Regions from separate parts of the Sus scrofa genome. Here region 1 is linked to region 2. Evidence: chromatin contacts called from public Hi-C data. All regions are on one chromosome and are shown on one strand. The core of a region is the stretch at or near the end of the contact, and the rest is flanking DNA. Distances in the headings are between cores, read along the strand shown.

Region 1 (3,271 bases), core at 216-2,715, 130 kb after region 2:
GCCGGGTTGAAACAAAACTCTGTTACCTCCCTTACTGCTAGGTTTTCACCCTGAATTTCACATTTTCGGGAAAGTGATTTGATTCATATATAGTTTTGTTTTTTTTTTAATTACCACCACGGGAGTTCCCTGGTGGTCTACTGGTTAAGGATTCAGCACTGTCACTGCTGTGGCGTGAGTCTGATCCTTGGTCTGGGCACTTTCACATGCCATGGGCACCACCAAAAACAAACAAATTACACCAGAATAAACACAGCAGTCCATGTATCTTAGTCTAATATTTAAATTTCTATGTCATCAGAACTGTGCTCACAAATCTAGGGCATCACCGGATCCTGAGTCAACAAAGATCTGTCATGAGAGCAAACTTAACTAAGGCAAGAATGCAGCCTAAGACACGCGGGCTGCATCCTCAGGACAGGGTGACAGAAAACTCAGGTTGTCAGAACTAATCACCCCGCACCCACTCCATCTCCAGGTGCAGCCATGGAAGAAGTGACCTTGTCTGTGTGATCACTTCTGACAGCAACTCTTCAAAATCAATGCCAAAGGGACAGTGTCTGCTTATCCCAGGGTGAGTGGCTCTGACCTAATTAGCAAAGCGTCTGCAGCCAGAGGCAAAGCTGCTACCACTTCCTTAATCCTCACTACCAGGAGCTTTAGAAGACGTACAAGGTCCCAACCTGGCGAGTAGAACCTGAAGACAACACTCAAGATCACTTTCATTTATGCTCTACTAATTCAGAATTATTTTTATGGTCTGGGAAGAGTCTGGACTCACGTTTCCATTTTTAGACCCTATGACAACAGGAGGAGAAGGAGGCTCAACCTACTTATGGGAACAAATTTTAGAAGCTCTGACTCATTTGTAAACAACCAACGTGCTAATAATTTATCTGTCGGTTAAAGCAAATACGTCTATTTGGGTTGTTACCCTAAGTCCTTGTGAAAACTGAAACCCCAAAGAAATTTTTAACATGTTCTATATTTAATTTTTTCTCACTTTGTTCCTGAATGTTTTCCCCAGTGCATCCCAGTAAATAAAATGTTACTATTAAAGCCCCATTATAACAGGGACTCTTTGGTAATAGGACCATTTAATGCTCCCAAGGGTCTCTGAAGCTAGCGAGGAAATAATACATTCCTTCCCTGAAGGCGATTTGCACTTTTTGGGGGGAAGAGACCACGACTGCACCTCATAACATCCGGTCTAAGCATCTGGACATCCTGAGCACACCCAGATGTCAGACACCAGTACGTGTTTGAGTACAGAGGCCAGGTCAAGTATGTGCCTGGGTCCTTGAGAACATTATCGGGGTTGGGGGGAGGTGGTATCAGTACTGCTGCTACTAAGTCACAGGTGCGTTTAAAAAAAAAAAAAAAAAAGTGCAGAAGGGTTCAGAGGCCTTAAGCATCCAAGTGTATAGATATCAGCACACAACCCTGCCTGCCTTAACCCATTCTTCAGGGGGGAATTCTATTCTAGAACTATGAGTCATGCATTTATATTCAAAGCCCAGTACTGGCTATAAACAAACATTGTTTTCAACTCTCGGGGCGGGGGGTGGGGGGAAATCTTTAAAATGAGGTCTTTGGTTGGCTGGCTTTTTTCTGCCCAGCACTCTGGTTTTCATCTGTCCAAATGAAATGGAGTAATCCCTGTTTTCCAAAGTTCAATGGCAATCAGCTACTTGGCATAGTCAAGGAATAATTTGGTTGAACTGGCTGGAATTTCCAGATATTCTCATATTATCCTTTGAAGTACTTAAAATTTCACTTGCTGGTGGAAATATTTCTGTCTCTATTCTTAGCGAACAATTACATGCTAAAGCTTAAAAAGGAGGAAGCAGATGGCAGAACTAGACTGTGTTTTCATGATGCAAAGGGCACGAGGGGAGAAAGGTGCTTTTTCTTGTGCAGGGACGGGTGGGAGGACCATACCTGAGGGTCACTCCTTCTTCCTATCTCGGCAGGTACCATGGGGATGATGTACAAGGTGCCCAGGTGGGAATGCGACTGCTTCCTGTTGGCTTTTTAGTGCTGCTGTATATGCCTAATGAGGTCAAGGAGAGGTGGACCCCCAGACCTCCCTGCAAACAAGCAGGAGTAATGCCTCCAGGCTAGCCAGCAGTTCTGCTGTAGCCCGCTTGCCTCTGCTCTCACTGTCCTCCCTCCATTTTTTTTTTTTTTTTTTAAGTATAATTTTACCACAAATCTTAAACCATAATCCCGGCTCTCCACTCTTGAATGATTGTGTTAGGCAAATAAGGGTTCATCCATCCAACTTCCTCTAAGAACTCAAGTCTGAGGACAAGAGGTTTTGTCCGACAGGAAAACTTGGTGTAACCTTTAAAGCGACTTCACCAAACTCATCTCACCATGCATACACTGCGAGTTTCAACAAACTCCACACTCAGTGCACAGGGGCACATCTTCAATTCCTCTGAGAATTGCCTTTTTTCAATTATGATGAATGAGAAGAATCCATCATACAGAATTCGTACAGAAGCAGGTATCGGAACTGGGGCTCGCCAGGTGAGCAGGGCTCAGACACATACACACAGAGGAGGACCTGGAGCGTAGTGTGAAGAATGACATAGAGGAAAAGAAATTCAGGCCACAGTGGAAATCAGGGAACTCAGGCTGTCCAGCCTGCCAAGAACAGAGTGAGTGGAAAGGAAGCGAGAGGGAAACTGAGCAAGACCAGCTCTACCTGAACACCAGGAAAAGGGCATGAGACTTTTTTTTTTTTTGCATTTTTTTTTCTTAATTACTGTGCTTTCCATTATTTTCTCCTAAGTCCTTACCTAATGACTAATGGAAAGCCCTGAAATTTCAAGATTCTACTTCCTACGTGTTTTCTATTCTTATTCTATACCAATTAACTTCATCTTCTCACTTCCTTCTCCCAATTGACAAACTCCACAGCCTCTGTATCAGCTGCTTCTTCTCCTGCCCCCTCCCTCTCGTCAAAATCACCTAAGCCTACTTATGATGATAAAACAAACTTGCAAATATTTTCACCAAAAACACTTCTCTAAATATAACCTGCAGAATTTTGAGAAAGGCCAAATATTTTGACCAGGTGACTGTATTTATCTTTCTTTCATCTCTGTTGTCCCTTTGGCCATGTGTGAACACAACACATGACCAGGAGGGTTAGTGAGCTCAGTCCTCTCCTTCTCCCACCCAACTGACCCACGACCGTTGAAGTACTAGCTAGAAGCTGGTGACCATAAAACCACATTGTCATTTGCCATTGAGAGGATGA
Region 2 (3,160 bases), core at 276-2,775:
GACTTCTCTGCCACCTTTCCCACCCCACAGACTGATGCATACTCTCTAATTTCTAAAGATAAAAGGGTTACTGATAGGAGCTATCACGTTGCTAATATCACTTGTTTAAAAACCATCATTGGAAAATTTCCTTCAGAGTCTGGGCTAAAGGGAAAATTATTTCACCTAAAATACTTGCATTTATTACATGTTGAAAATCACACAATTTATAATTACCTCCTAGTCTTGGCTGCTAGGGAGCTCATGATTTCCAGGATAATTTTTCCTTTTCTACCTTTACTATTTTGGTTTTGCCTTTTATAGTATATTAACAGTTTGAAGTCTTGCTGTATACTATCATTTAAAAACAAGCTGCTTCAAATCCTTTTAAAATAAAAGTTGAGGTTTAACTAGTGTTTATTGCTATCATTAAGCCAAAAATTGCTAAGTGAACAAAACAATAATCAATTCACTGTATCCCTGAGGCTAGTGAGGGATTAGAATAAACAGTAATTACTATTTGTGAGTTTGCAACCCTCCCATGTGTTTGTAATTATATGAAGGGGGTGATATAGAAACGTCCCTAAAAAGTCCCTAAAAAAAAAAAAAAAAAAAAAATTTGGCATTTCTAAATCAAGTGATCACAGAATAAAAATCCCAAAACTTCATAAGGAAACTGCACAGCCGATATGTTTGCTGTTTTCCACTCTGGGTTAGCCAGGAGAGGAAGCTGAAAGGGGAAGTGATAGAATCACCACACCTAAGATAAGCCCAGGAAAAATAACCTCTGCTTTATATCCCCCACACCTTTATAAAGAAGACATACAAAAATCAGTGCACATTTACAACAGGAGAACTTGATGATACAAAGGCAGGAGTTCTAGATACTCTACAAGTTCTGAGAGGCTCCCTAACTAAATGAAGAGGAATCCTGTTGCTCTGCACAACCACGTGCTCCTATGGATGGGTTTACTTCCCAACCTCGTCCCAGAGAGCTGCCGTGTGGGCACCTGACTGCAGGGCGTGAGGACATGTCCCTGACCATGGGTGGTACTCACATTAGGCTGGGTCGGTGCCACTGGGTGGTCCGGTTGTTGTGGTTGACGTAGTAAGTACGACCTAAGTTGTCCACTTTTTCTTCCCACCCAGGGGGCAGCGGTGGGGGAGGAAGCTCCTCCTGGTGCTGAGAAGCCGAGTCATTCGAGTCAACAACTTCCCACCCCGGCTGCGGAATAACAGAGGGGAGATCGTCAGGCTGGTTTCTCAGACACGAGGAGGGGGCAGCTACCGTGCATGCTGGCTCTGCGCCCCTGCTTCTCTGCTCTCTGGCTCTGGCAGTGGCTTCGTGCGCCACATTTTAAAGAAATTCCCAACATACAGGAAAAAAAAAAAAAAAATCAATTCTAGGAGAGTCTCGAAAATATTCCGAGCCACGGCCAGGGAGCTGCGCTGTCTTCTACCGTGACTGCACTGCAGGGTGCAAGGCGGATGAGAATACGCATGGTTTGTCATGTTACCTAAGTCACATTATACTCTTTCCATATTTCGTGTTTGTTATTTTGACCCGAAGGCCTCCAGGGCTGTAGAAAGCCATGCCAATGATATGGGTCAGGCTACAGCTGTCATCTTTTCAACACCTCCATAAGGTAAGAGGGAGCTGGAAGATGAGCCATGCCGCACGTGCGTCCTAACAGAAACTGTGGCCTGGCGACCAGGAGGCCCAGGGCGCTGCCGCTCCCCCTCTGCAGCGAGGACACACAGGCACAGGAGCCAGAGAAGCCTGGAAGCTGCCGTTTCCCACTCGGCCATTCCCTGCTTGCTGCCGCCGCCTCAACAAGCTTCACAGTACCAGAGTCAGAGGTGCTTTTCTGCATACATATTTTTGGCATTAGGTATTCCTTCCTAACGTCCCCTAGTAAAGTCACTGGAAAATTCAGTTAATTCATTGGTCACTGTAGTTGGAAGGCTGGAAGAGTGTTAAAAAAAATTCCTTGGATTTGAGATAAAAACCTGTGAATGTGCTTATGGAATCTTAACATTCAAGACGGCTTCTCACAGAGAGGGAGACAAAAGCCTGCACGTGAAAAACTGCCTGGAAATATGACCTCCTGGTCTGAGGGGGGGCTCGATTAACTTGCCCATAATGCCTTATTCACACATCATGTATATGCAACAGCTGCAAACAGATGTGCAAACAAGCCAGAGAGAGGTCTTGTACACAGACATTTTCAGAAGCGAATCTGTCTAACGGAACAGCTCCGTCCAAAGCCTGTGCCAGGAAGGTATCACAGGACCCACAGCACAGGTATGTGACTAGAAAATTAAAAGGTGGCCTTGCCTGGAGGGAACAAAAGAAAATTCCTCTGGACGGCTAATTTTGAAATGGCATTTCTGGAGGAGAACTTTCCTAACCTAATGCACGCTATCACCTGCAGGCCAAATGAGTAAGAAATGTGGATGAGAGTCTCTAAATCATTTTATCCACTTTGAAGCAATTCCAAGTGCTAAAAGGAACTGACAGCTGAAAAAGTCCAAGGAAATAAGAGAATACGTGGGGAGAATTTCACATAGCAGTAGGGTTGTTTACAAAACAAGGGTATAGCATTTATTAGAGAGAAACCTCCTCAATTATGAGTGCTGTAACATAAAAAGTTCATGTCTTTTGCTGAAAATACATTGGTAGATCTGTCAAAGACATGGATTCATGGACACATTTAAGTTTCTTCATATTTAAGCTTTATAAACTTTCATTTCCATACATTATAAAGTCCGCCCCTGGTATGTGGAAGTTCCTGGGCCAGGGATGGAAACTGCACCACAGCATTGACACTACCAGACCCTTAACCCACTGAGCCACCAGGGAACTCCAAATTATAAAGTCGTAAAGTAAAATATCAAATACGCTCTTAAGGAAAGAAAACAGACCACAGCCTGAGCACCATAGCCTACCTCCATTTCATCTCTCTGCTCACTGTTCTCTTCATCTTGACCTCCGTTTTTGGGCATATAGGCCATCTTCAATCGCAAAAATCCCTTAACTCGCGATTTATGACTGTATGATGGAAGAAAATTGGTTATAAAGGATAGGACTTGGTTACATCTTTACAATGGTTCATACTGATGACTTTTTAAAAAGACGAACTAGGAGGAGAAGTTGAAGTCTCCCTCCGAGAAAACCAAG

The links. Hi-C and Micro-C count contacts between places; a contact is called where the count stands out from the background.
Region 1: a contact with region 2 is called in a Hi-C map of skeletal muscle, with 4 times the contacts expected there. The contact joins two enhancer-like sites. A contact is called at or near these places in 1 of 5 promoter capture datasets (liver), 8 of 47 Hi-C or Micro-C datasets (embryonic fibroblasts, heart right ventricle, liver and 2 more) and 1 of 2 datasets of contacts at active chromatin or transcription factors (skeletal muscle).

The regions. Positions count from the first base shown.
Region 1 is chr1:162,567,851-162,571,121 of Sscrofa11.1, forward strand. All of the region lies in intron 2 of NEDD4L (E3 ubiquitin-protein ligase NEDD4-like), which reads right to left. Among named protein-coding and RNA genes, the nearest start is that of NEDD4L, 170 kb to the right of the region's middle. Within about 2 kb of position 1,466, at least 12 of the 83 cell types and tissues checked have an H3K27ac peak or open chromatin away from gene starts, as enhancers often do. A contact at or near this core is called in skeletal muscle, where this site is marked.
Region 2 is chr1:162,438,151-162,441,310 of Sscrofa11.1, forward strand. NEDD4L (E3 ubiquitin-protein ligase NEDD4-like) reads right to left here. Exons shown (of 32, transcript XM_021073866.1): 8 at 2,929-3,031; 9 at 1,038-1,204. Among named protein-coding and RNA genes, the nearest start is that of MIR122, 110 kb to the left of the region's middle. Within about 2 kb of position 1,526, at least 4 of the 83 cell types and tissues checked have an H3K27ac peak or open chromatin away from gene starts, as enhancers often do. A contact at or near this core is called in skeletal muscle, where this site is marked.